7 separate regions of the Mus musculus genome follow, and all the other regions are linked to region 6. Evidence: chromatin contacts called from public ChIA-PET, HiChIP or PLAC-seq and promoter capture Hi-C data. All regions are on one chromosome and are shown on one strand. Each heading gives the region's core, a stretch centred on a gene start, on an enhancer-like site or on the middle of the called end of the contact. The rest is flanking DNA. Distances are from core to core; before and after follow the strand shown. Region 1 holds the start of Morn3 (MORN repeat containing 3). Region 2 holds the start of Pptc7 (PTC7 protein phosphatase homolog). Region 3 holds the start of Setd1b (SET domain containing 1B). Region 4 holds the start of Orai1 (ORAI calcium release-activated calcium modulator 1). Region 5 holds the start of Arpc3 (actin related protein 2/3 complex, subunit 3). Region 6 holds the start of P2rx4 (purinergic receptor P2X, ligand-gated ion channel 4). Region 7 holds the start of Vps29 (VPS29 retromer complex component).

What was found. Promoter capture Hi-C pulls out the DNA fragments that hold promoters and counts their contacts. ChIA-PET counts read pairs in DNA pulled down with a chosen protein or histone mark. HiChIP or PLAC-seq counts read pairs in DNA pulled down with a chosen protein or histone mark. Capture Hi-C pulls out chosen DNA fragments and counts their contacts.
Region 1: a contact with region 6 is called in a promoter capture Hi-C map of frontonasal cranial neural crest. The contact joins the promoter of Morn3 here to the promoter of P2rx4 in region 6. A contact is called at or near these places in 4 of 39 promoter capture datasets (cranial neural crest, frontonasal cranial neural crest, liver and 1 more), 1 of 484 Hi-C or Micro-C datasets (embryonic stem cells) and 4 of 115 datasets of contacts at active chromatin or transcription factors (embryonic stem cells, memory CD8 T cells, microglia and 1 more).
Region 2: a contact with region 6 is called in a promoter capture Hi-C map of liver, with 1.9 times the contacts expected there. The contact joins the promoter of Pptc7 here to the promoter of P2rx4 in region 6. A contact is called at or near these places in 4 of 39 promoter capture datasets (the C10 cell line, hippocampal neurons, liver and 1 more), 3 of 115 datasets of contacts at active chromatin or transcription factors (bone marrow-derived dendritic cells, embryonic stem cells and large pre-B cells) and 1 of 9 other capture datasets (adipose tissue).
Region 3: a contact with region 6 is called in a FOXA1 HiChIP or PLAC-seq map of pancreatic cancer cells. The contact joins the promoter of Setd1b here to the promoter of P2rx4 in region 6. A contact is called at or near these places in 1 of 484 Hi-C or Micro-C datasets (B cells) and 6 of 115 datasets of contacts at active chromatin or transcription factors (bone marrow-derived macrophages, embryonic stem cells, extraembryonic endoderm stem cells and 3 more).
Region 4: a contact with region 6 is called in a promoter capture Hi-C map of liver, with 2.1 times the contacts expected there. The contact joins the promoter of Orai1 here to the promoter of P2rx4 in region 6. A contact is called at or near these places in 1 of 39 promoter capture datasets (liver), 3 of 115 datasets of contacts at active chromatin or transcription factors (embryonic stem cells, memory CD8 T cells and pancreatic cancer cells) and 1 of 9 other capture datasets (pancreatic islet).
Region 5: a contact with region 6 is called in a promoter capture Hi-C map of pancreatic islet. The contact joins the promoter of Arpc3 here to the promoter of P2rx4 in region 6. A contact is called at or near these places in 15 of 39 promoter capture datasets (the 3T3-L1 cell line, 3T3-L1-derived adipocytes, the C10 cell line and 10 more), 2 of 15 datasets of contacts at CTCF or cohesin (the NIH/3T3 cell line and large pre-B cells), 3 of 484 Hi-C or Micro-C datasets (B cells and muscle stem cells), 22 of 115 datasets of contacts at active chromatin or transcription factors (the HPC-7 cell line, the SCID.adh cell line, bone marrow-derived dendritic cells and 13 more) and 4 of 9 other capture datasets (adipose tissue, embryonic stem cells, liver and 1 more).
Region 7: a contact with region 6 is called in an RNA polymerase II ChIA-PET map of memory CD8 T cells, with 73 read pairs. The contact joins the promoter of Vps29 here to the promoter of P2rx4 in region 6. A contact is called at or near these places in 19 of 39 promoter capture datasets (the 3T3-L1 cell line, 3T3-L1-derived adipocytes, the C10 cell line and 13 more), 1 of 484 Hi-C or Micro-C datasets (the HPC-7 cell line), 6 of 115 datasets of contacts at active chromatin or transcription factors (embryonic stem cells, memory CD8 T cells, microglia and 2 more) and 4 of 9 other capture datasets (adipose tissue, liver, macrophages and 1 more).

The regions. Positions count from the first base shown.
Region 1 is chr5:123,045,712-123,049,855 of GRCm38.p6, forward strand. Morn3 (MORN repeat containing 3) reads right to left here and starts at 1,305. Exons shown (of 5, transcript NM_029112.2): 1 at 920-1,305. The coding sequence starts at 1,064.
Region 2 is chr5:122,282,805-122,286,819 of GRCm38.p6, forward strand. Pptc7 (PTC7 protein phosphatase homolog) reads left to right here and starts at 1,594. Exons shown (of 6, transcript NM_177242.4): 1 at 1,594-2,105. The coding sequence starts at 1,865.
Region 3 is chr5:123,140,585-123,144,130 of GRCm38.p6, forward strand. It overlaps Setd1b (SET domain containing 1B), which reads left to right and starts at 1,609. Exons shown (of 17, transcript NM_001040398.2): 1 at 1,609-1,870; 2 at 2,359-2,543; 3 at 2,772-2,870; 4 at 3,497-3,546. The coding sequence starts at 2,373. It also overlaps a transcript of Rhof not described here.
Region 4 is chr5:123,012,877-123,016,541 of GRCm38.p6, forward strand. It overlaps Orai1 (ORAI calcium release-activated calcium modulator 1), which reads left to right and starts at 2,198. Exons shown (of 2, transcript NM_175423.3): 1 at 2,198-2,690. The coding sequence starts at 2,382. Gm2479 (a long non-coding RNA gene) reads right to left here and starts at 2,151. Exons shown (of 3, transcript XR_387710.4): 1 at 1,851-2,151.
Region 5 is chr5:122,390,249-122,394,160 of GRCm38.p6, forward strand. Arpc3 (actin related protein 2/3 complex, subunit 3) reads left to right here and starts at 1,630. Exons shown (of 7, transcript NM_019824.4): 1 at 1,630-1,749. The coding sequence starts at 1,744. It overlaps Gm32853 (a long non-coding RNA gene), which reads right to left and starts at 3,063. Exons shown (of 4, transcript XR_387695.4): 1 at 2,291-3,063; 2 at 634-748.
Region 6 is chr5:122,704,760-122,708,814 of GRCm38.p6, forward strand. P2rx4 (purinergic receptor P2X, ligand-gated ion channel 4) reads left to right here and starts at 2,785. Exons shown (of 12, transcript NM_011026.3): 1 at 2,785-3,028. The coding sequence starts at 2,895.
Region 7 is chr5:122,352,042-122,355,772 of GRCm38.p6, forward strand. Vps29 (VPS29 retromer complex component) reads left to right here and starts at 2,287. Exons shown (of 4, transcript NM_019780.2): 1 at 2,287-2,435. The coding sequence starts at 2,433. It overlaps Rad9b (RAD9 checkpoint clamp component B), which reads right to left and starts at 2,164. Exons shown (of 13, transcript NM_001382853.1): 1 at 2,098-2,164; 2 at 503-573. The coding sequence starts at 2,134.

The sequences.
Region 1 (4,144 bases), core at 55-2,554, 340 kb after region 6:
TGTTACTCCCTCTCTTCCCCTCTCTGGTGCCCTCTATAGCCTAATACCACCTCTTCAGTAGTCACTTCTTCCCAGGTCACCTCATTTGGGAAATGTGATGGTAGTCTACTTTGCAGAGTCTCCCCGAGCACCCTTGCTCTGAGCAATCTTGCTGCGTGTACTTTATAAAGAGACATTGTTGCCACTTAACAGATGAGAAAACCTATAGATAAGGTATTCTAACAATGCAGGCTCAGGGATTCTAGTGTAGATAACCCAGGAAGGCAGGAGAAGAAAGTGGTTAAGTCTGGAATTGCAAGACTAGAGCTTTTAAATAGAGTCCCCGTCCTACCCCCATCCATCCCGGACAAACGTGATTTGCAATGTATCGGCCAGAACCCATTCGCCCCCTGCTGGTTAAGACTTGAGTCCAGGCATACAGGAGTAATCATGGTCACTCAGTTACTTCTGGGGGGTTGGATAGGTCCAACCTGTGTCTTGAGGCCCAGACCTTGTGCCCCCACCATCTGCAGAGCATCAGGGCAGCATCTGAAGCCCACAACGCCTACTGCAAGTCATTTTCTTAATGTGTTGACCTTTTCAACCAACCCCAGGCTCTGCTACCCTGTCAGAAGACAGAGAGCGATCCAGCACCCCCAGAACCCCACCCAGCTTTGGGCTGGCTTCTGATGATCCCTATCCCATTTTTGTTTTCTGTCCCTAGACTCTGGCTCAGCTGAAGTCAGGGCTGACTTGGACTTCAGAGCCACAGCCCCCTGCTGGTCCCGGTTCTGGTCACTAAGTGGGGTTGGGAACAAAACAAGATCGCTTATGTTCTTAATGGACTCTGTAACAGTGCTTTTTGTTTTGTTTTGCATTGCCCACCCACTCTGACCCCACGCTGGCCACTAATCCCCGGAGGCTCTCCCGCTTAGCTTACCGTGTTTCAAGTTGCCCTTCCATTCGCCCACGTAGTGATCGCCGTTCACAGCAAACACTTGGTGTCTCAGTCCGTTCTTCTGGGCTTTCCGGTCCCACCCTTTCCACGGCGGCTCTACTTTCCTTGGACACTTAGTGACCGGCATGCTGGCTGCCTCTGTGGTGTTGCGGGGGTGCTAGCAGGAGGTAGGGGCATCAGGGGCTCAGTGACTCCCGTGTATCCTGGGGATCCTGGTACTTCCTGGGGAGGTGCCTGCCTGAGTTCCAATAGGGCAGGTCATTTGTGTTCTGAGTCCCCAGGGCAGGTGAAGAGCCCTCAGTGGGGATCCCTCTGTGCTGGACTGACCCACAACAGTCCTTGCCCTTGCATTCTCCTAGGGTCCATCTGTCAGGGATGTGATGGCATAATTCCTTTGGAACCCAGGGATTGTGATGACACTGGAGAGAAGCTGCCCCTGGGAAAAATGATGCTCACAGGTGACTTAATGACTTGAAAGACCAATCAGGAACCGACTTTGGTAGAAGAGACTCGAAGTAAGAAAGATCAGATGGTACCAAGTACTGGGACCACTCCAGGTGTATCAGAGGGTATCAGGCAGACAGCTGCCTGCCCTGTTAGCCCTTGCCCTACGTACCTGGTAGATGGGACAGATGAAGCTCAGGGGTTGCCTTTCAGCAGGGGAGATCCCACAAATCAGAGACTGATTTCATGGTGACTAACTGTCCCAGACTGCAAGTCTAGCTATACAGTGAGACCTTGTCTCAAAACAAACACAGTTGGACAGCCCTTGGCTCACTGGTCATCCTTCCACATCTGAGCCCTACGACTCTTATCTGGTAGAGCCATAGACTCTAGAGGGAAACAGTGGGTGGCCCAGGGTCTCCTCCCCATGTCTGGGAGCCCCGACCTGTTTTCCTCAGGTCCCCAGAATCTCCAGAAGGGATTGTTCATGTCTTTCCATCTGTCTCCAGCTGGCTCATGGGTGATAAAAACGTTCCTATCTACATCCTGGGGACCGCAATCTCCCTCAACTAATACAACCACATACTCCATAGGTTCTGAGGCTGTACAAATCCACTCCCATTAAATCTTGCACCGGCAGCACATACACACAGGTGCTGCCAATCAAAATATCCTCAGGTTGAAGCCAGTTCTAGGAGGTCATGGTATCTTAGCATCCACCCACAGGGTCAGCCTCACAACCTGTGTGCTTCAGGTTGGACACTGTGCCTGCCACCTGTGCATGTTTTACAGCCTCTGTTCCCACAGAGGGGACTACTGGCACATGACTTTAATCCCAGCACTCAGGAGGCAGAGGCAGGAAGATATCTGAGTTCAAGGCCAGCCTGGTCTACAGAGTGAGTTCCAGGATAGTCAGGGCTACACAGAGAAACCCTGTCTTGAAAAGCCAAAAACCCAAAATAAAAACAAAACAAACAAACAAAAAAATCAAAACAAAACAAAGCTTGCTTTTTTTTTTTTTTAATATGGAGTCTTGCTATGGCTCTGTGGCCCTGGCTGACATGGAACTCCATACTCCATATGTAGACCAGATGTAGACCAGGCTAGCCCCTAATTTGCATTATTCTTCTTGCCTCCTGAGTGCTGGCATAAAAGACATGTACCACTACACTCAAGTTCATTCATTCATTCATTCTCTCTGCCCCTTTCTGTTTCTAATAGGGTGTCATGTAGTACAGGTTAGACTCAAACTCCCAATGTAGCTGAGAATGACTTTTTTTCAATCCAGGGTCTCATGTAACCCAGGCTAGCCTCAGACTCACGATGCAGGATGACTTTAAATTAGCGGTCCTCCCAACTCTACCTCCTAAATGCTAGGATTGCAAGCATTAGCCTTCTTGCTTGGTTTATGCAGTGCTTAGAATCAAGCCCAGGGCTTCACACATGCCAAGCAAGTACTCTATCTACTGGTCCTCAGGCAGTGGTCTTAACCGATGAGCCATCTCTCCAGCCCCATACTGGCAGTTCTCCACGTGCCCTTTAATTGTTGTGTAGAGATCTGGCTTCTTGGCAGGGCCTCAGATGGAGAGTGGAGGACTTGAGAGGGGAGCCATGGTATAGAAGGTTTGTGCTGCTGTCAGAATCCTGAGGCTACCAATCTGCATTTGCAGTATCTTTATATATCCTTCGAGAACAATCCTGATAGTACCTTTTCCCTCTGAAAGCACCCCTGCTCTGGCCACCATTCTCAGCAGAGATGACTGGGGCCATGTGTTTTTTTGTTTCTCACTGCACCCAAGTGCCCACACATAGTAGGTTCTCAACTAAGGGCAAAGAGATGCTGGGAGTTGTAATGCAACCCGTAATCCTAACTGCTGGAAAGCTGAGGCAGAGGAATCACCACAAGTCTGAGGTCAGCTTGGGAGTGAGACCCTGTCTTGAAAAAAGCAGAAACTAGAGAAGGAGAGGATGGCCCAGTGGTTAAGAGCAGCACTTGTGCTGGGCATGGTGGCCCATACCTTTTAATCCCAACACTCAGGAGGCAGAGGCAGGCTGATTTCTGAGTTCGAGGCAAGCCTGATCTACAGAGTGAGTTCCAGGACAGCTAGGGCTATACAGAGAAACCCTGTCTTGAAAAAACAAAACAAACAAACAAACAAAAAACTAAGGAGAGCTCTGTGGACACTGGAGGGGAGGGGACAGACAGCTGGGGTCATTCCCGAGCTCCAGCCCCTTCATCCACTGGCTCACCTGTAACAGCAGCCTTGGACTTCACTCAACCCGCAGCTGAAGTTGTGAGTCTTGGGCCTAGGGAGGTTGTTATGGCAACGCCAAAACTGACTGACTTGCTGTGCCCGCCTCTTCCTGCAGAGGCAGGGTAGCGGGAAACTTTAAGGGAAGGGAAAGTCTTATTTGTTTTTCGCCTTAGGACTTTTGAGTATCTTCCGGACGCTCTGGAGACCATCTCCGGTGGAAGATGCGCGGTGTACACATTTTACAGATGCAAAATTCTTGCTCTGCTCACAACGCCTTGAGGATCCTGGAAGACCTGCCTAGCCTCTTCACTTTTCCCTTTATCCTGTCCCCCTAAGCCTCCCCATTCAGCCTTTGTCAGAGCTACTACACACTTGCTTCTCTGCTGTTCCTGGAAAGTGCACCATGTACCTGCCTCCTGCCTTGGGCTCTTCTGGGGGCAGCTGCCAGGACATCTCTTCCTCCACCGGAGAGTGTGGATCTTGCCTTCAGACGTCAGCTCCAGACGCA
Region 2 (4,015 bases), core at 344-2,843, 420 kb before region 6:
TAAGAATAACTCACTCTGTAGACCAGACTGGCCTCGAACTCAGAAATCCACCTGCCTCTGCTTCCCAAGTGCTGGGATTAAAGGCGTGCGCCACCACTGCTCAGCTTAAAAAGTTCTCTTAAGAACAGTAATGACGGGCTGGAGAGATGGCTCAGTGGTTAAGAGCACCGACTGCTCTTCCGAAGATCCTGAGTTCAAATCCCAGCAACCACATGGTAGCTCACAACCATCCATAATGAGATCTGACGCCCTCTTCTGGTGTGTCTGAAGACAGTTACAGTGTACTTAGATATAATAATAAATAAATCTTAAAAAAAAAAAAAAAGAACAGTAATGACGATGATGATGATAAAGAGTCTTTGCTGTTACTCAACTGAAATAATTTCTTAGGGAAATAACTTACAATTGTTAATATTTGGGGAAGGCTGTTTGATCTTTGTTCAAATAGGCCAAGAGTTTTAGAAAAAATAAAATAGAAAGTGCCCCCTCTCTTCTTTATCTCCCTCTCTCTTCTTTCTTTCTTTCTCTCTCTTTCTCTCTCTCTTTCTTTCTTTCTTTCTTTCTTTCTTTCTTTCTTTCTTTCTTTCTTTCTTTCTTTCTTTCTTTTTTGAGACAGGGTGTCTATGTAACCTTAACTGACCTGTAACTCACTATGTAGATCAGGCTGGCCTCATGTTCACAGATCTGCCTACCTCTGCCTCCTAACTGCCAGGGATTAGAGCTATAGGCCATCATGCCTGACCCCTTCTTTCTGCCAAGGGATGACCCTCTTGAAAAGAGAAGGCAGCTGTGGCTGGAGAAAGAGGCCTCATCTTGGCAGTTCTCTCAGCCCTCCACAGTTTCTGAAGGCCTCCAAATCAGAGGCAGGAAAAAGACCTGCTTGGCCAGGTTGACTGTCAAACTTAGGATCTAGGGTACTAGATCTGGGGCTTTCAAGACACAGGAATAATGGAAATGTTAGGATTGCCGTTTCTCACCCAGTATACTAGATGGTGTAGAATCCCAATCTTGGTTTCTTACAGTTATGTAAAGGAATATATATAGAGAGAGGGTGTGTGTATGTGGTGTGTATGGAAGAAACTGTTAAACAAGATATAGTGGCACATAATTTGTAATCCTTGAACTTGAGAAGCTGTAGGCAAGATCAGAAGGAATCCAAGGCCAACCTTGGTGACAGAGCGAGTCTGAGGTCAGCCTGTGCTTGATGAAACTCTATCTCAAAAAAATCAGAAGAGGGAAAAAAAAAGGTGGTGAGAGAGAAAAAAAATCAAAACAGGACACCCATTCTAATTCCCCCCCAAAAAAAACCCCCAACAACCCAGTCTACCGGTCATTCTCAATAATTTACAGTCCTCTGGTAAATCTAACTCCTGGATCACAGGTAGCCAAGACCAAAGCGACTATAACTCTTAACTACGACTTCCAGGAGACACTGCGCCCACACCCTTTGCGCACGCTCGATTCCGGTGACTACATAGGGCTGCGAGTCCGAGGGGGCGGGGCTTGGACCTGAGCCGCGGAGAGGGGGCGGGGCCGGGGCGGGGTCGGAGAGGGGGCGGCGCTGCCGGCGCGGCCCGGAACACGCTAGTGGAGCGGAAGATGGCGGCGGCGGCGGCGGCTGCAGCCGGGACCCCAGTGTGGTTGAGGCGGAGGAGCCGCCGGCTCTGACCTCGCTCTGGCTCCAGTGCGTGCGGTAGAGCGTGTGCGAGGCCCCGTGCGGCGGGCAGGGGCGGCAGTGGCCAGTGCGCGCCGCCCTGAGGAACGCCCCGGCGGCGCGGCTGCGGCGGAGGAGAGAGCCGGCTCCGGGCCTCGGCGTCCTCCGGCGCCCCGGGCCCCGCGCCTCCTCGGGGGGGCGGCGGCGGCGATGTTCTCGGTCTTGTCGTATGGACGCCTGGTGGCCCGTGCCGTGCTCGGCGGCCTGTCGCAGACCGACCCCAGGGCGGGCGGCGGCGGCGGCGGCGGTGGTGGCAGCAGCGGCGACTACGGGTTGGTGACGGCGGGCTGCGGCTTCGGCAAGGACTTCCGTAAGGGCCTGCTCAAGAAGGGCGCGTGCTACGGGGACGACGCGTGTTTCGTGGCCCGCCACCGCTCGGCCGACGTCCTGGGTGAGTCCCCCGGCCCCAAGTCGGCCTCCTGGGGACTCCGGAGTGCGAGTCTTCCCTGCTTCCTCCGCTGAGCGCAGCGCAGCGCCTTGCCGAGCGCCCCGAGATGCGTTTTCTGCCTCACGATCCCTCCCTCCCCATCCCCACACTTTAGAAATGGGGAAACTGAGGGACAGAGCGGTGGAGCCACGTGCCCAAGGTCACCGCCTTGGGAATGTGTCCAGTCCGTCCCGGTGCAGAACCGCGCACTCTTCTTAGTCACAGCCCCCACGCGACCTCGTCCTCCTCGTTCGGCGACACCTGCAGGCTGCTAACCTCGCTTTGCCTCACTCCCTCCTCCCTCTTGGCGCCCCGGGAATCCCTGCTTCTTGGCGAGCTCCTGACGCCACGGCCCGGTCCCAGCTGCGGGATCCGGGAGCAGACCCGAAGACAGACGGCGGGGAGCCCACAGCCCCCCGTCGTGGGTTCTTCCCGCTGCCTGGACCGTCCTCGGATTGCCATCCTTTTCGGGAAGGGCCGTGGGGTTGTGGGTGGACTGCTGGCCTGGTTAGAAATTCTAGCAGTGCTTTCTCCCTAACCCAGCTTGTCTACTTGAGGTCACTTGGGGGTGGCAGAAAGGTCTCCTTGACCCAAAATAGAATGGCTGGACCTGCTTGTAGGCTGCAGCCAAAAAGGCTGTGAGACTCGGTCACAGCTTTTTAGGCCACAGGTGCTTCCTAAGATCTATCCCAGTTACTAGAGGAGAGAGAGAGAGAGAGAGGAGAGAGAGAGAAAGAGAGAGAGAGAGAGAGAGAGAGAGAGAGAGCTGTCCAAAGGCCTAAACAAATGCACAAGCTGTCAGAAACTTTACCTAGGGTATGCCCTTGGAGAGTTCCCTGTATGCCACTAAAGGTCTTTCAGTTCGGGAAGCTCTTCTTTTGATATTGAAGGACAGACTGTCATTGGCGCCTAGGTTCAAATGTCACGTTGGTTTCACTTCTCCAGTGACATTGAGTTTATGGTTACTTAAAAGCTTCATAGGCTTAGACAAAATATGGCATCGGAGCAAATAATAGTTTTTGTGACAGTAATTGTTTGCCGTTTTTTTTTTCTCCTTCTTTCTTTTTCGTGTGAACAGTGTCTTTGTAGCTCGTTTGCTGTTTAGTGCAGGCTGACCTTCAGCTCTTGCTGAAGATACAGGTGTGTGCCCAGCTCCCAGCTCTTGACATTTTCAAATCAGATAACCTTGTGAGTTTTGGTTTTGTCACATGGAGTGTTTGTAAGCATGATACCGGGGTTGGTTCTCATTTTAATTGATGAATAACCTCTTCATCTGTGTTGAGAAAAATCTTGTAGTATTTAGACCGCACTATTGGTACCAACCTTTCAGAGAGCCTCCCTAGGTTTGGAAGTATACAGATTCGCCGTGAAGTCTATTGAGAGGCTGCCGTTTGCGGCTTCTGCAAGTCACCTAGGCAGCCAGCAGCCCTTCGCTTGGGGAACTTAGGGTCTGTGCTGCCTTTGAAGTCACAGTGAGCCGTGGGTAGTATAGGCTGCTAACTTGCCACCCATGCATGAGGCCCTTGTTCAAGACCCAACACCACCAAAAAGATGTCAGGAGCTGCAGTCATACGGACAGGTTAAGCGATGATGAGCCAGGAAAGGTCGTTTTATAAAGCTGACTACAAGCTAGTTTTTTGGGCTTGATTTTATTTTTGTGAGAAATCTGTGGTTTGATTGATTGGCAGTAATAGTACTTTCTAGACCTGGGTCTGAGCATATCACATTGACAAATACCTGGAGTGAACCACTCTTAGGGTTTGTTTGTTTGTTTTTCGAGACAGGGTTTCTCTGTGTAGCCCTGGCTGTCCTGGAACTCACTTTGTAGATCAGGCTGGCCTCGAACTCAGAAATTCACCTGCCTCTGCCTCCCA
Region 3 (3,546 bases), core at 359-2,858, 430 kb after region 6:
TTCGCTACAACTATACATTTAAAACATTACCTTGTTAAAAAATAGAATTAATAAGATGGTCAGGCTTAAGTGTTTAATAGAGGAAACTATATTTAAAAATTTATTGTTCAGTCAAGAGAATACAGATTAAGACAGCTCCAAGCTCTCCCACCCACCCACCCGAGAAAAAAAAAAAAGGAAAAAAATTAAATATGTCATTTACTTAGGTTTTTTTGAATTCAAAACTGTTAACTGCTGACATTAATAGTGTGCTATGACCTAGTTATACAAGACAAAGATGGATTCCAAGTCATAAGGAAAAATCCAGATCTTTTTAAAAGGTCTTCATTCTTCCAAGTGTGAGTCCTTTGGCAAATGTTAAACACATTCAGGCGTCCTGAACTGGATGGTGGAGTCAAAGGAAAAGCATTCCCCATTTGCAACAAAGGAAAAACCCACTTGGCCATTTAATTCCATTGCAGAAAAATGGCTCCCTCATCTGTTGGCCTCTCCTTGGAGTCTGATGAAGGATGTTTTGAGATCAGCGTCTAATAACTCAAGCCCTATAGAAGCCGCGCGCTGATTGGCTGCCGCACCCTGCCGCCCTGCTCCAGCCAATTACCTACCCACGGCCAAATTACAAACCCCGAAAAGAGCCCCAATATGAAATACACCACCACGAAGCCCCGGCGAGGCGGCTGCTTCGCCTCGGCAGCCCGAGAAGAGAGACCGAGGGCGTCTGCAACCAGATCCACGCGAAAAGCCGGGGAAGCCTACGAGTTGAACTCACAAAATGGAAGCCGAGCGCTGATTGGCCGCCGCCACTCCCGGACCTTTAATAAAGAAAGGGGAAGGAAAATGATAAATGCAAAAAAGGGGACTCTCTGTCGCTGGTGGCTGGAGGAAGGAGGGAGGGAGAAGCATGTGTTCAAGACAATTACTGGGCGCTCCCCTCCAAAAATAAAAACAGAAAGGCAAAAAATAAAAACGAAAAAATAAAGAGAAAGAGCTATCTTCCCCGTCCAGGCGAGGGTTGTATCCTCCCAGGAATGTGAAGGCTAGTGTGGTTCCAAACCTTGGTTTCCCTTCCCCAGCACAGCTCCTGGGAGGGAGGGGGCGTGCGGGCCAAAGAGGAAGCGGGATCGGAGATACCTCGATTGCAAACTCGTTTGGGGTCGACGTCTGCCTCCCCTCCAGGCTTCTAGTAGTCATACACACGATCACCCCCCACTCGAAACCCAGCCCTTTTCGCCGAGACTCCACGCGTCCACCACCGGCCTGGGCAGTTTGGAAACAGTTTGGGAGGCCCTGGGGGCGCACACCGTGGAGTCTTCCGTAGCTGGAAGGGTAGCCCCAGCCGCGGGGGAGATAGAAGCCGTGGAGACCCCCCTCTCCCCCGTCAGCCAAGCCCCCCACCTCAGTCCCAGCAGAATAAATAAATTAAAAGGCCTTCCCCCCGGGGAAGGGGGGGGAGGCAGTGTGGGAGCGCGCGAGTGAGGGGTGGGGGGCCGCTGGGGCCCGGGGCTTTGGCGGCGCAGCTGCCGCCGCCGGGAGAGTGCCTGGGGAAGCGGCGAGGAAGGCGAGGGGAGGAGGAAGAGGAGGAGGAGGAGGAAGAGGAGGAGGGTGAGCACTCGGGTCGGGCTCCTTAGCGGTGTATTGTGGGATGTGCGGCTACTGGGAGCCGAGCCTCCGCCGCCAGCCGCCTCCCGGGCAGCAGCAGCAGCAGCAGCGGCGGCGGCAGCAGCAAGGGCAGCGGCAGCTCGGGGCCCGGCAGCCGCTAAGGCGGCGTCCCCCCCATCCCGGCCCCCGGTCCGGCCGCCCCGGCCTCGGCTCCCGCGGGGGACACCATGTACTGGCTGGCGGCGCAGGGAGGCCGGCGCCCGGCGGGGATGTAAGCGCGGCGCAGGGAAGGGAGGAGAGAGAGAGAGAGAGAGAGAGAGAGAGGCCGCGGTCAGAGGAGCCGGGCAGCCCGAGCCCCCGGCCCCCGCCCGGGCGGGCGACGCCAGGCCCTGCCGCGCGCCCCGCTCCCGAGCCGGGCCGAGCGCCACGCCGGGCGGCTGGCGGCACCATGGGCCGGAGCCCGCGTCCTCCGTGCGTCCCGGACCGCGCCAGCCCGCAGCGGGGGCCCCGGGCAGCCCCTCGCTGCCAGCCGGAGACGGTGGCCGAGCGGGCGGGCGCGTAAACCCTCCGGAAAGGGTTTATTCTCTCGCTCCATTCTTAGATTTTTTTTCCTCGGGAGGCGGGGGGGGGGGGGAGAGGCAGCGAGACAAGCTTTCGGGGCGCGCTGGTAAGGTGGGAGGGGGGTGGGGGCCAGCCGATTGGATTCTCGGGCGAATGTGTAGAAGCGTCGGAGAGGACAACAACTTGCTTGGGTTTCAGGTTGGGTTAACGGCATGGAGAACAGTCACCCCCACCACCACCACCAGCAGCCCCCGCCGCAGCCCGGCCCTTCGGGCGAGAGGAGGAACCACCATTGGAGAAGTTACAAGTTGATGATTGACCCGGCTCTGAAAAAGGGGCACCATAAACTGTACCGCTACGATGGGCAGCATTTCAGCCTGGCCGTGAGTAGCCGGCGCGCCTTCCCGCCACCCCCACCCACCCCCGGTGGAGCCCCCAGACAAGAGGCGAACGGAGGGGGACCCCTCTTCCAGCTACCTGGGCCAACTGTCAGCCAGGACTCCCTCCCCTCAGCCTGGAGTGGGACTGGTGCCTTGAGGGGGGGGGGTCTGCCCCTGCCCCTGGGGAGGGTGCCAGCCCTTCTATACTGAACCCCCTGTCTCTGCCCACAGATGTCCAGCAACCGCCCGGTGGAGATCGTGGAAGATCCCCGGGTGGTCGGAATCTGGACCAAAAACAAGGAGCTGGAGCTGTCTGTGCCCAAATTCAAGGTAGGACCCCTCCTCTCTGTCTTATGGTCCCTCCCCCCCTCCTTCCCCGAGTTCGAAAATAACGCCAGTCCTGACCAAGCCCAGCCGGATTCTTAGTTCCCGCCGTCCAGGACTGGGAAGTTTTGGCGGGGAGGGGGGAGAGGGGTGTCCCCTCCGGGCCACTGTAAACAAAATAACACTCGGAGAAACTGTAACGAGGGCACTGAGACTGTATCATGCCGGCAGAGCTGGGGGCTCCCGGTCCCCACCTGGGTCCTTGCGCACCCAGGGCCCTGGCTCAGGGACCCGCCCCCCTCCCAACCCTTTGGCTTTAAAGGGGACAACTTCCTAGACCAGAGGGTCGTCTGGGATCCAGCAGCAAGGATAGGAGGCCAGAATAGGGGGGTGGGGAAAGAGAAACTGTTTCTTTTTCCCCTTTCCTTTCGAACCCAGAGGACTTCCAGGTTCCAAACGATTTAATCCTCTGCTTCCTAGGCCCGCCCGCATGCTTTTTTTGTTTTCTTTTTTCTTTTTCTTTCTTTTTTTTAACTGCTGGGCAAGTGAGGCGTGCTTGTGTTTTCTCTTTGGTTTTAATGTTTTCCAAACTCCCTCCCCCCCCCCCCCACCTCGGCCGCGGCCCCTGGCAGATCGATGAGTTCTACGTGGGCCCTGTGCCTCCAAAGCAGGTGACATTTGC
Region 4 (3,665 bases), core at 948-3,447, 310 kb after region 6:
TTACTGGCTGCCTCAGCCTGCCCTTCTTATAGAACTCAGGATTTTACCCACCTGTCCAGGGGGCAGCACCACTCACAGTGGGCTGGGCCATCCGTGAATCAATCATTCATCAAGAAAATGACCTCCAGATTTGCATACAGGCCAGTTTGAGGGGTACACATTCTCCATTGAGCTTCCCTCCTCTCCAATGGCTCTAGTTCATGTCAAGCTGACAAACAACAACAACAACAACAACAACAACAAAAACCCAAAAACCTAACACAGATGCTATTACAATCAGAGCTATGCAAGGGAAGATATCAGGGTGACCAGACAAGACCATACGTGGGGCTATGTAGGCAAAAGGAAAGGTCTTTAGGATAGTTGAGCACAGGTGTAAATGATAATCAGGAATAATAAGCACAAAGCCCATGTAGGAAACAAACCTAATGGGGTGAGATTTCAAATTCCAAGGGCTCAATCTTTTCGTTGTCATTTTATGTTCTGGAGACATTTTTGTTTGTTTGTTTGTTTGTTTTGGTTTTGTTTTGTTTTTCGAGACAGGGTTTCTTTGTATAGCCCTGGCTGTCCTGGAACTCACTCTGTAGACCAGGCTGGCCTCGAACTCAGAAATCTACCTGCCTCTGCCTCTGCCTCCCAAGTACTGGGATTAAAGGCATGCGCTACCACTGCCCAGGGAGACAAAGTCTTTTATGTAGCTGGCCTAGAACTCAGAGATCCTCTTGCCCTGCCTCTGTCTCCCAAGCGCTGGGATTAAAGGCTTGTGCCACCATGCCAGCCCCAAGTTCTCAATCTTTGTAAACCTGGGAAGGCAGCAGCTAGGGGAATCTCAGAAACTCCACAGGAGGCCTCTCTTTTGTGCCATGTGGTTGAGTGAAGGGCTGCCCTCTAGCGGTTGTACAAGAGTTTAACTCTCACACTGTTAGACCTGGAGTGCCACACCACATGCTTAGGATTTATTTGACTGGGATCTAAATTTATCATTTGTTCTTGTTTTTCCCACATGTATTCAGTCAACAAGCATTTCTTCAATGTGGAGTATGTGCCAAGAAACATTCTGAAGGCTGGGGGTTAAAGCGGTGAGACTGCTCTTAACGTGTCCTAAAGTTCCTTAGCCCAGTGCCCTCCCTACCTTACCGGTATCTCCTGAGCCCCACCCTGAACCTCCCTATTTTCCTCTTCCCTTAGGTCCTGGCGCCTATCTTGCTGGCCCAGGTCTCAGCTCAGATGAGACTCCCAAGGTGTGAACCTTTTTAGTCTGCCTCCTGCAGAATAGAAAACGCTACGGAGGGGTCTGGGAATGGCAGGCACAGGCTAATGGCAGGCACATGCTAATGGCAGTAGTCCAGAGGCTTGGGCAGATGGCTCTTTGTGAGTTCGAAGCCAGCCTGGTCTATATAACAAGTTTCAAACCAGGCAGAGCTATGTAGTCTCAAAAATAAATAAATACAAACGGGGGCTAGCATTCTAAAATTAAAATAAAAACCCTGTTACTATCCACCTTTTTTTATCTTTTTTTTTTCTGTACACATTTACAGTCTCCTGAACTATAATTGACTCGATGTTTGTGTGTCTTTTCTACAAGAGTGTTGGCTGCAAGGGTGCAGGGAATTTTGTCCCTCTTGTGTTTCGAGGCAAGGGCTCACTCCTCCTTCAAACTCATTGTTTTCCAGTCTCCTCTATGCTGGGACTCCAGGCACGCATAACATCTTCGGGATCGACTTTGTCCGTCTCAATCACAAGCCTACACCCTGCCCTCGGTGCCTGGGACCGTGTTGGCACCCAATAGACGCTCAATAACCGCTCACTGAACTCTAGTAGCCCTCCGCTTGCTCTTTTTTCCAACAGACCTTTTGCCACCTTGTTCCAAGGAGGAAATAGGCCTCAGGAGGCGCCCAGAGGTGACCTCGGATGGCCTAAGTCAAGAGCTCCGGGAGCAAAGCCACAGGAGCAGCTGCAAAGAGAAGCGAGGCCTGACAGCGTGGGGCGCTTCCAGGAAGGCGAGCCAGGGGCTGGGGGCGGAGCCGTCGGAGGCGGTGCGGGGTACGTCACTCGCACGGACACCGCCCACCGCCTTGTGGGCGGGGTGTGTTCGTGGGTGTGGCGTATGCAAATAACCTCGGGTCGCCGGCCAATCGTGGAGCTCGCGGAGGTGCCGGCTTGGGACCGGACGCCGGTCGGCACGCAGGCTCCGGTCGCGGCCGCTTGGAACTTGCGGAGCGGTTCTGCAGCCAGTGCCTCGGCCTTCGGATCCGGTGCGTCCGGCTGCGGGAGACCGGCTCGAGTGGGAGGCCGGCGGAGGTGCGGCGCGGCCCGGCCCGGCCCCGGGGCCGCAGCCTTCTCAGGCGCTCGCCGCCAGCCGCGCCTTCGCAGCGTACTCCATGCATCCGGAGCCTGCCCCGCCCCCGAGTCACAGCAATCCGGAGCTTCCCGTGAGCGGCGGCAGCAGCACTAGCGGCAGCCGCCGGAGCCGCCGCCGCAGCGGGGACGGGGAGCCCTCGGGGGCCCCACCGCTGCCGCCGCCGCCACCCGCCGTCAGCTACCCGGACTGGATCGGCCAGAGTTACTCCGAGGTGATGAGCCTCAACGAGCACTCGATGCAGGCGCTGTCCTGGCGCAAGCTCTACTTAAGCCGCGCCAAGCTCAAAGCTTCCAGCCGGACCTCGGCTCTGCTCTCCGGCTTCGCCATGGTGAGCTCGGGCCTCCCTGCCCTCCTCCCCTCTTCCTGCTTCGGCCGCTCCCGCCCGCAGCCCCGACGGGGCCCACAGTTGGGAGCGGGCTGGGCGTGCCTGGGGTGAGGGGAAGAGCTGGGGAAAGCTGTCCTAGGCGCCGGAGGGGAGCCAGAGGCTGCTGAGCTGTGAGGGCGAGGTGGACGACCAGAGATAGAGATACCCACGCGCAGGTGTTTTTAGACGGGCACCTTGTCGCGGCAAAGAGGTTAGGGTTACAAAGAATGTTGCTTTCATGAAGTTGCTATGTAAGAAGTCTGCCCTGCATGTAATCAGGGGGACAAGAAGGATGCAAAAGGTCCAGCCCACTGAGGACAGGTGTCAGGAGATGAAGATGAGCTACATTGTGGCCGCGCCTTCTCGCACACCTAAGGCCGGAAGGTATTAACAAGACTTTATCAAATATTGGAGGGGATTTCCCAATACGTTCCACCTCCCCATACTCCACTAACTCTTACTCCCTTTTACACTCCCCACCCCACCGCATTTTCCAAGAGCCTCAGCCTAGGGGTTGAGTGCCACTCCCCACCCTCATTTTCTTCTCTAGAAACTTGCCTCTGAGTCACTGGGTGTGGGGGAGGAGGGTGGGACATGTTCCCCTTGAAAGGGCTCTTGCTTGATGAAGAGGTAGGCATATTTTCCTCCCCTCAAGTCCCAAGAAGGTGGTACGAAGCCTCTGCAGGAGGCGCCCCTGGAGGCTGCAGGTTAGGCACCAGACCTTAACTCTAGGAATACCTTCAGGCTTGCCTGTCTTGGAGTTTGCCTGGAGCTGTTATTATCTTTCGATGACATCAACCTACATCAGTGGGGTCTGCCGCCCCCCCCCTTCACCATCACGGCCGCCTCCCCCCCCCCCCCCCCCCCCCCCGTGAATTAGCTAAGCCTTTGGCCTTGAGGAAGGGAGTGGTTGGCACCCTTGGTTTTCTTGGGAAGGGA
Region 5 (3,912 bases), core at 380-2,879, 320 kb before region 6:
CGGGATGGCTGAAAATATCCTGGTCTCTGGTCTCTGGACTCCCATTAACAGGTTCCCAGGCATGGTGGCGCACACCTTTAATCCCAGCATTCAGGAGGCAGAGGCAGGCAAATTTATTGAGTTCGAGGCCAGCCTGGTCTACAGAGTGAGTTCCAGGACAGCCAGGGCTACACAGAGAAACCCTGTCTCCAAAACCCAAGAAAGAGAACATGTCTAATGTTAGTTCTAAATACTTTTCTTGTAGCTCATTTCAGCCTCCCTAAGCAATGAGGTAAATACTGAGGCCTCTATATTTAGGTGAGGAACAGAGGCACAGAGAGGTACATTAAGTTGCTCAGAATAACACAGCTAGTCATGTTGGAACTAGGATTCAACCCCAGGACCTGGCTCCTCAGCAGTCATACAAAGAACAGGGAGTATAAGCCAGACATTGTAGAGACCAGCCTGGGCTACATAGTTAATACCTTGTCCAAAAACAAAAAGTGGTTGGCTGGGTATGGTGGTTACATATCCCCTCAGTCTCAGTACTTGGGAGGCAAGGCAGGTGGATCTCAAGAGTTCAAGGCCAGCCTGGTCTACAAAGCAAGTTTCAGACTAGCCAGGGCTACCCAGAGAGGCAAAATACATACTTACATACATATATGATGGGTGTCAGTGGTGGGTTTGTAGTCATCCCCTCAGACATGTGGCATCACTCAGGCCCTTATAATATGCTTGGTTTTCATGACCACTTAGTCCTTGCCATGATCTGGGAAGACATACACCATACCTTGTTGAAAGAGTAGAAATGATATACACATTTAGTGGGTGACAGACAGGTCAAAGGGGTAGGCTCAGGACTTTTCTTTCCTTTACCCCTGTGGTGGTCCCTGACTGTCTTAACATGACAAGGAAGATAGACACCACCGTCGGCATCATAAAACTAAGCAAGAAAAATAAATAAAAATAACAGGAGTGATGGGCACATATCTGTAATTCCTGAACACAAGTGGGTGCAGATCAGTTCATATTCATTTATATGTATATGCCAGCCTGGACTTCATGCGACTCTTAGCAAAGAAAAAATTGAAAAATAAAAAATATTGGCCGCCAAGACGGCTCAGGGTGTAGGTGTTTCTGAAGACTGTGTTGGTTCCGAGAGTATCACGGTGGAAAGTGAGAACTGATGTCCCCCACCTTGCATTGTGGTAAAAGTACAAAACTAAGCCAGGTGTGGTGGCGCACGCCTTTAATCCCGGCACTCGGGAGGCAGAGGCAGGCGGATTTCTGAGTTAGAGGCCAGCCTGGTCTACAGAGTGAGTTCCAGGACAGCCAGGGCTACACAGAGAAACCCTGTCTCGAAAAACCAAAAAAAAAAAAAAAAAAGTAAAAAACTAGACATAGCAGAAGGGTAAATCAGGCGACTGAGTGGTACTGGATTTGAAGCTGAAGCCGGGAAATGAGAAAAAAAACCCAAAAAACAAAACCGGGAGCTGATTATTAACCACTTGCGAGGGAGTCTTCAATTTCAAAATCCAGCCTTTTATTCTGAACGTGCTTTATGCATGCGCCACGGTCATCGCCTCACGCTGACGCGCCCCCTGGCGTCACTTGCGGTCAGCGCAGCCGGAGCAAGTCACCGGAAGTGCGTTTATTCCTTCCGCCCGCCTCTTCCGGCTTACTTCCGCCCACTCCACCCAGGCTCGGTCGTCGGAAACGCTTTCTGAGTTCGGCTTCTCTGGATCGAATCCGGACACCGTCAAGATGCCGGTAAGCATTCGAGCCCCAGGGGCGGGGAGCCGAGCGGGGCGAGGGTCCGAGGGGTGGCAGGAGATCTGTGTCATAAGGCCGGGGAGAGAGGAAGCGTCCGCCCTGATCTCCAGCCTTTGCCTCCAACACCGGCTCGCCTGCCCCGCCGCTTCCCCCCTAACCCTGCCGTGTTCCCAGATCCCACCCTAGAGCCTCGAACCTAAGAACGATGGCTGGCTTTTAATTTATTTTTAAGTCTAAGGTCCAGCTTCTCCTTTTTTTTTTTTTTTTTTTTAAATTTCCCCCTTGTCATTTCCACTTCCTCCTCCACCCCAGGGAGTGGGATCGGCCTGCTACCTAGTCACCTGTCAGACCTCACTTCCCTGATGGACCCCTTCCTCCGTCTCCCTGCTCTGACTCCCACCCGACTCCCTGACCACCACCGAGCCAGCGCTGGTTTCCTTTTTCGTGTGCATCCGAGTGGGAGGAAATTGATGCCGATTGCAGCTTAGCGAAGGGACGCTTGAATAGCGTGCACCCACACTGAACCAGTGTTACTGACCTCTCGCTGTGAAGCCAGCATTGTTGACAGCAGCGACTAAGGGCCACTCAAGGAGCTCACAGTTTAACGGGTAGACAGTAACCATGCAAATGCACATAGGAAGTAGTTTCCTATCTTAACAACTGCTGTGACGAAAACAGATAGATGGCAGTTAGCCTACCCCTATCGCTCAGTTATCGCTCATCCCAATACCGAGGCAGGAGGATGGCAAAGTTCAGGCCAATGTGGACTATGTAGTGAGTTCTAGGCCATCCTGGGCTACAGAACTGCAAAGCCTGTCTCCCAAGAAATGGGGGAAGAAAAAAAAAAAAAAAGAGGCTTGCATGCAGGAGGTGGGGTCACAAGGTACAGCAGCTCATGCCTGTGACCCCAGCTCTGGGGAGGCAAAGGACAGGCAGATCTTCTGGCTTATTGGCCAGCCAGCCCAGCCAAAAATAAGCAAGTTCTGGGTTCAATGAAAGACGATGTCACAGGAAATAAATATATATATAGAGAGAGATAGTAGGGGCTGAGGAGGTGTCTCAGTGGTACAAATGAGAGGACCTGAGTCTGGATGCTTAGCACCCAAGTAAAACAGAAGGGGCGGGGGGAGGGCATGCAAAGCGTGTCTGCAGTTTCGGAGCTGGGGATGTGTAGAGTTCCCTGAGGCTCCTTGTCTCAAAAATAAAGTGGAAAGCAGTTAAGAAACAGACCTATGGCCTCCACCTGTGGATATGAGCATACATACCTACATGCACACATATGCACACACGTGAACATGAACACTACACACACACACACACACACACACACACACATGTACACATGCATGGTCATGTGCAAAATAAAACTAAAAACAAAAACCAGTACCTGGTGACAGGGATTGGGAGAACAGGGGACCCGGGGATGTGGGCAAGAGGCTGGCATAAATAAGGCTTATTTATAATGAGTAGGAGAGCAAGCCTAACTTTGAACAGTGTGCATGTGTTTGAGTAGCAGTGGGGAATTGACCCCAGGGCCTCATGGCATGCTACATAGATGCTCTACCACTGAGCAGTATTCCCCCATCTTTTTTACTTTTGAAAAGGGGTCTTATAAAATTGCCCAGACTGGCCTTGTAGTTGTGATCCTCCTGCCTCAGCCTCCTAGGTAGCCAGGATGACAAGCCCGTCCGGCATCACCGTGTTTGGCTTTGGAAGATTCATGATTCCTATAGTTAGTATATGTGAAGACCCAGAGTTACTGTCCAAATGAGCCCCCGCATCTCCGGATGACACTGTCTTCCAGAGGTCTTGAGTTCAGTTACTAGCACCCACAGGGCAATTTACTACCTATAATCGGATCTGATGCCCTCTTCTAGTATGTAGGCATACAGTTTTCTAAAAATGATGTGGCATGAAAGTTTTTAGTAGGTGGGGCAGATTTATAGAATATTGGCTTTTGAAGGGTTGTTTACCATTAATGGAGGGAAATTCCCAGCATTCTCAAACTACCCTTTAAGAGCACTGGAGTTTTGTCCCCAGCATCCACATCCAGCAGGTGCCAGCTGCCTATAAGTCCAGCTCCAGGGACCCCAGCACCATCTGCTGGACTCTGTGGGTACTGCATACACACAGAAATACCCGTCCACAGATATAGTGCAC
Region 6 (4,055 bases), core at 1,535-4,034:
GAAGAACTGGCTCAGTGGTTAAGATGACATGCTAGTCCTGCAGAGGACCAAAGTTCAGTCCAAGCACTCAGGTCAGGTGACCCACAACAACGCTCCAGCTCCAAGGGATCTGATGTCTTTTCTGGCCTCAGTATGAGCATGTACAACCCCCCCCCAATAAAAAGCCGGAGATGTGGTTTGGTAATAGCCTATCACTCTTCCAGAGAATCCAAGTTTTGGTTTCCAGCACCCACATCTGTAGGCATAATATTTTTTGTTTACTGTGTAAAGATTATTCTTGTAATATTCAAATGTCGATCTCTTTGCTCTTATATCTGTTACATGGCAAGCAGGGTACTGTAATGCTTATTCAAAGACATGCTGTCGCAAATTTGTGCAAACATTGCTCCCCATTTATTCTATTTGTCAATAAAAGCTCTATTAACCAATAACTGACTAGAGGAGAGAATAGGGCGGGACTTCTGCCAGTGGCGGTGGGGGCTGGGGGGTGAGGGGAGAAGGAAAGAAATATTCACCAAGTAGAGAGGGTCCAGGAGATACCATGAGAACAGACTGGAGCAGAGAGAGCCAGACTGATATTAAACTGCAAGTTTCTAGGCGGTTTTGGCTGGTTGACAGCCAGATTACCTTAGAGAATTAGAATAGATTAAGAGCTGCTTAGATCTTATACTGTAAAGCCTATTAAATAAATCTAATAGTTTCAGTCTCATTTATTTGAAAGCTAGCTGGGATAGAGAAAAAAAACTGTAAGACTTATAAAACTACTCATGACACACATCAAGTAGCTCACAACTGCCCACAACTCCAGTTCCACGAGATCCGGTGTCCTCTTGCACATATGCATGACACACGTCACATGCACACAAGTACCCATAATTAAAAATAAATCCTTTAAAGATGAATACATTTAAAAAAAATCAAGCCAGGCATGGTGGCGCACGCCTTTGATCCCAGCACTCTGGAGGCAGAGGCAGGCGGATTTCTGAGTTCGAGGCCAGCCTGGTCTACAGAGTGAGTTCCAGGACAGCCAGGGCTACACAGAGAAACCCTGTCTTGGGAAAAAAAAATCAAATAGGTATTACAAAATAAGAAGCAGTCAGGGCTGGAGATGTCACGCCAGAGCCTTTGTCCTGCGTGTGAGAAACTCAGGATGATGACCCAGTAAGACATAGAGAGTAGTGGTCAAGAAGAATTAAGGAAATATCACATGGCTTATATTTATTCTTTTGTCTCAGAATTTTCTCAAACAATGTACTAGGAGGGGGGCACGCACACGCTGGAGGACAATCGTGGGAGTTTGTTCTCTTTTTTTCCACCACTTATGTTCTAGGGATTAAACTCAGGTTGTCAAATTTGGCAGCATCTATCCTACTCACTGACTATAGACGGAAACAAGGTCTCACTCTATAGTTAGAACTAGGTATATAAACCAGGCTGGCTTTGAACTTGTGCCAATCCTCCCAGCTCTGCTTTCGGACTGCTGGGATAACAGGCATGTGCCACCACACCAGGCTGGCATGTTTTCCCACTAGGCCTTAGATTAAAACTCAAAATCATTCAAATCCCGTGATGAGTCGCTGGTAACAGGGCACTATGACTTGTGTATGAAGAGTTCTTCCCAAACCTTCATGTGTTGAAGGCTTCTTCCCTACGTGGGAGATAATGCTGAGAGGGGACTGGATGCTGAGAGACCTTAACATTGGGAGCTATGACATAACGGCAAATCTTATCTTAGCATTGGGAGGCGGTACAAAGGAGGTGAAGCCAGCTGGAATAACTAATTCCCTGGGACCTGGTGGTGGAAAGACACACCTTGTCCCCATGCCTTTCTGTAAGGTCCACCATGCTCTCTCAGATCCATGGAGCCAAGTGACCAGAAGCTGAAGCTAACTCAGATGAAATAAAAGATGCATGGAGCAGAAAATGAAAAGAACCGCGAGGAGTCTGATTAGAACCTCAAGCCTTGTGTATATTACCTGCTATATTTATACTGCACAGGGCTGAGATGCTCTCACTATGCTTGCTGGACAGTACCTGGTATAAGGGTACTTGGATGTATCTGTTACACTTAATATAAAACGCCTATTAAAAAAACTTCGGAAGGGAATGGATATATGTGACCTTAACAATGGTGTCTCCCCACGGGCTTGAATTTTTCCAATTCTCCCTAAGCTTGCGGTAAGCCATTCTCAATAGCAAGATGGCTACAGGGACCCCCCCCCACCCCCCAGGTGCTGGCTGTTGCCTCCTCTCAGGTGCAACTACGACAGTTATCTGACTAGGGGTAGGGACATGGATCGGCTTCAGGCCTAAGAGGGGTATATGGTGGCATTTGTGGCTGACTTCTGCAGACATCCTAGTACACCAGGTACTTATTCACCCACCCTATAGTTTCATAAAGCAGCACAGCGGGGCTCCCTCCACTACATCCAGATCAAGTTTGCCTCCTTCAGTCAGGGGACTGACTCTTCAGCACTCGGGTCCTCTAGGAATGTAACTCCTATCCAAGTTCCCCTGGCGCACGGCTCGTTATCCTATATCTGAACCGCAGAGCTGTCCTTTGCAACAGAACTCAACTGTCTGCCTTTCAATCCTAGGCCTGAGGGCGTCATTATCCTTGTCCCTCCGGGAGCTGACCTTGCTCCCTGCTCCAGAGGTAATTCGTCCCTTAGTGCTATACCACTCTTGCTTTTTAGATCGTCCCTTTGAGAGGGTCACGAGTTGGGGCGTCACCCTGGGGTGGCAGAGGGGGAGGAGACGCGCTCCTCAGGTCGCGCGCCGCCTATTTCCGGGCCGAGCTGCTGGGCGGGGCTGCTGCCCGGACCCGGTGGTGGTGGTGGCAGCGACAAGGCGACCCGCGGTGGCCACGACGCGGAGCAGCGGGCGGCGGAGCCATGGCAGGCTGCTGCTCCGTGCTCCGGGCTTTCCTGTTCGAGTACGACACGCCGCGCATCGTGCTCATCCGCAGCCGTAAAGTGGGGCTCATGAACCGCGTGGTGCAGCTGCTCATCCTGGCTTACGTCATTGGGTGAGCGGGCCTGGGGAGGGGCCGCGGCTGGGGGCAACCCAGACTGTCGGGACCTGGCAGCGCCCCCTTGCTCGCTCTCTGGGTCTGGGGCAATAGCTGAGCCGGCCAAGCCCCTCCTCCCCGAGTTCAAGGGGCGGCGACACGCCCTCGCCGGGCTCTAGCCAAGCCACCTGGAACCAGCTTGAACAGGACACTGGGGACTACTGGACGTCCTGGGAGCTAAGCCTCGTCTTAGCTAGACTGTCACCCCATCTTTCTCGCATCCTTCCCTCCCGACTTGCTTCATGCTGCGCCTTGGCTTGGTGGAGGGGCAGGGCAGGGAAGGCTTAACTCTGTGCGTCACGGACTTCTCTTCGGTTCCTTTTCAAACTCGGACAGAAACCAAGGCTTGTGGTTTTCATTCGGTACTTTCTGGGTCTGTGGTTTCTGTTACCTTAAGAAGCTTCTGATAACCCAGTACCCTTGAGATGTCACACTTCCCAAAAGTGTCCCAAGGTCACTTCCTTTGTTTTGTTGGATTGGTTGGGAATATGAGTACCCGCCTGATTTTGATTCTAAACTCTGCTCTTCATTACTGTTTATATATACCCTCCCATCACTAGGCGTTATGAAACGTTTAATTTTAATTGGATGCACCTGTAAGGCTGTAATACACCCCAGGAGAGATGGTGAACCTTACCTTGCCTCCTGGGCCCAATTTCAAGGTATTCGAGTGTCAACAGCTGCTAGCGTGACAGGTGGATCTGTTTTCTTACTAAAGGGCCTAAAGCACGGGTCCCCAAACAACACATTGGAGTCACTTAGGAATCCACAAAAAACACAGATAGATTGCCAATTCACAAACTGACTCAGAGCTGTAAGACCTCTGTGCCTGACCACACTCACCTGAGAAAGCTTTGTGTGGCCTTAGGTATATGAAATAGGTACACAGGTGGCTGGAGAGATGGCCCAGAGAGATGGTTAAGAATGCCTAAGATACAGCCTTTAATCCTAGCACTGGTGAGAGACAGGTAGGCAGATATCTATG
Region 7 (3,731 bases), core at 1,037-3,536, 350 kb before region 6:
ATGCTTATAAACTGTCAGGTTTTGGAATTTTTATGTGCTCTCGATTTTACCCACCACACTTCACTTGGACTTAGCACTTTTAAAACATCTTCTCTTGCTTTAATATATGAACCAGTCACTTAACATTCTTTTAAATTTAATTTATCTTGGCATGTAAAATAGGTTTCCCGTAGTTCAAACTGGTCTCACACTTGATATATAGCTGGCTGAGCTCTGCCTCCCTGGCACTGGGAATATAGGCCTGTGCCATCACACCTGGTTTGTTTTGTGTTGTTGTCGTTGTTTTTCGTTTGTCTGTTTGTGTTTCTTGACCCGTAGGGGAGGGTTTGAGACAGAGTTTCTCTGTGTGGCTTTGGCGTCCTGGAACTTACTCTGTGGACCAGGTTGGCCTTAAACTCAAAGAAACCCCACTGCCTCTTCCTCCCAAGTGCTGGGATTTGAGGCACACCTGGCTTTTTTTTTTTTTGGTTTGGTTTTCGACACAGCAGGCCTTTTAACTTACACCTTTCTCGGATGGGTCTAGCCACAGCTCATCGCTCACTCGTGATAGCGTTTGTACTGCTTTCCCAAATACTATGGAGGAAAAGAAAGGTGCGTTCACATTCTTCCCAAGCAGTGAAGACAAACCACAAGACTACTCTTGTATGCACAGGACTCAAGTGAAAACCAGAAAGGACGGTGGGATCCACTGAACAACTTAGTCATGCCTGTCAAATGCAAGTGATTCTTCTGTTGCGTGTTAGCGCCCTGTGGGTCAGACTGCCTGAGATGGAAATAGGGGATTTTAGTTTTACAGAGACAAGACTACTCCTCAATCAAAACACTAGTTATCCAAAATTGTTGGCAAACTTCATCCTTCCGAAACTTCAAGGCCTTTTCCGACTAACCCATTTCATCCTGGCTCTACTAATTGCTCTACGCTTGATCTTGGGCTAAAGGCTGGAAACTAAGTGGTTAGCACTTGCATCCATTCATGGGCTATCCATACGACAACAGCATTGAGCATCTTGGCTTCCAACATGCTAGGCTAGGTTAACATGTTGTTAGACTATAACGATCTCAACTTTGATGCTGTGTCAAGCCTTAGCAAAGTGCATCACTATGAGAGGAGGCACCATGACAGGAATTCACCACACGGTGTCCTAATTGTATGTGATGCCACAGAGCTGGAAACAGTGGTTTGAAATCCTTTTTTCCTGAATATGTCCGAACAATTTCCCGTTAAGTGATTACACTGAACTTTTTGGTCAAGATACACCTGGGAGTTAAACTACTCAGCCGATCCACACAGCGTTTTATAGACTAATTTACATTAGGAAATGCCGTATACCCTTACCTACATACACAGTAAGACTTCAATAAATATGCATCGACATAAAATTCAACATTATTTCTCCTGCAAGCCAATTTCCGTGCTAATGCTCTCATTCATTTTGAGTTCTCCCAACCTCTGAAGGGGGATGGTACACTGGCCCTTCTTTGGTCTGTCTACACACAAACCCGGTCCCCAGCCCAAGCATCCCACCCCCCTTATAAGGCTATGTATTATACAGTTCTCCACACAGTCTTTCTAATTTCTGATCTCACTACATGGACTTTTTATTTAGCCCATGCTTCTAACAACCTCTATCAACGAAGGGGCTAATATTAGTCTCATTTTTCGACTGAGGGACAGAGAGGATTGTTCGAGATTATATATTAAAACAAAAACAAAACCCAACAACAATAAAAAAAATGTCTCCGGCAGAATGTCGAATAAAGCAGCAGGTTGGTTTTCCCACAGCTCAAAAATACTTTTGCTGGTCAAGTATTATTTCCCCCCTTGAATTCTCTCCACATCAGCCCTCCTCAATCCGAGTTTAAGGCCCAATGGCACAATTCTTTTCTCGGTCACCGAATTAAACCCTGGACATAAATCAAATGGAACGGGGCTGGCATGCTCTTCGAAGCCCAGCATGGCCCTCGCGAGGCGCGCTATGGCAGCTTCAGTCGTGGCGAAGAATGGCGGAGGAGGCCGAAGAAGACGATGGATAAACCCTGCACGAGGCGTTAGACTTTTCCCTCTTCTAAGTAGCAAAGCAAGAATGGCCGCTCCACCTTTCACCTGGCCGCCCGTCATCCCGCACTTCAGCATGGCTACGGGCAGAGCAGGCATGGAGGGCGCAAGCGCGCCAGCCGCGGGTGCCCGGATGTTGCCCCCGCACTTTCCGCGAGCTCAGCCTTTCCTTTGCCCCGCCCACGAGCGATTTCTTGCAGCGCCGGGTTTTTTTTTTTTTTCCCTTGACGGGAAATGACCCTTACGGGCCCCCGTAAGACAGGCTCTTGCCAACTTCGCGTCTCATTGGTGGCGGAAGAAGTGGGCGGGTCGACCGAGGAGCCTGAGGAAGAGGGCGGCGGCGTTCGTGGTGATTGAACGGAGCCCTGGTGACAGGATGGTGAGCCCCACGGCGGCTGCTACCCGGGTGGGGCCGGGATGCTGCGGCGTCCGGTTGAGGGAGTGGGGTGGGGGCGCGAGGAGGATCCGGGTGGCCGCGGAGTTGGAACGGGAGGACCGCGGCTGGTTGAGGGTGCGGCTCGGCCTGATGTCGCCCCCTCGCCCCAGCGGCCAGAGGGCGTGCGAGGCGGACCCGGCGGCCGGACCCGGTCACGAGATCGGCTCCGGCAGTCGGTGTGACCGCACGTCTCTTCCCTCCTGGTCCTTCCCGGCTTGCTGGGGGTAGCCGGCCTCGGGGCAGAGCGCGAAGTAGCCGTCGCACTGGCCGCCACTCCGGACGGGGACCCGGAAAGGGGACTGCTCGTCTCCTGTGGCCGCTGCGGCCCCATTGAGCGATGTCGTGGGGATCGTTTGGAGCCTGCGGAGATGCGCGGGGTTGTTCGGAGAGCCTTAGCTTACCCAGTCTGCATCAGACCTTTAGGCCCGTCCCCCCCAATAGATTGCTGTCCCTACGACTTTTCTGTGCAGACACGTCCTTGTAATCCGATTTTCGAAGGCACTCTTTGCTCTCTAAAGTTGGGGGGGGGGACTGCTGTTTGTCCTGATGAAGGTTAAAGTGAAGGCACCTCACTGGCTGCTGGGCACGCGTTGCGTTTTTCACAGATTATCCTTGTGCAGACAACCTTTTAAAAAGGTGGCCTAGCAAACACAGAAGTGGATGCTCACAGTCAGCTAATGGATGGATCACAGGGCTCCCAATGGAGGAGCTAGAGAAAGTATCCAAGGAGCTAAAGGGATCTGCAACCCTATAGGTGGAACAACATTATGAACTAACCAGTACCCCGGAGCTCTTGACTCTAGCTGCATATGTATCAAAAGATGGCCTAGTCGGCCATCACTGGAAAGAGAGGCCCATTGGACATGCAAACTTTATATGCCCCAGTACAGGGGAACGCTAGGGCCAAAAAGGGGGAGTGGGTGGGTATGGGAGTGGGGGTGGGTGGCTACGGGGGCCTTTTGGTATAGCATTGGAAATGTAAATGAGATAAATACCTAATAAAAAATGGAAAAGAAAAAAAAAAAGGTGGCTTTATAAGCCGTTCCAAAGGTATATGCTTAAATTCACTGGATTTTGGCATCTAAAAGAGAATTATTTTGCTTTAGACTCCAGTTTAAAGTAGACTAGTTCTTTGATGGCAATTTGGAGACACTTGCAAGGAAGAAGAATTTGCTGGAATGATTGCATATTCATGTCTCTGAAGTCGTTTTGAGGGGTGAACGCTTATGTTTAAGGGCA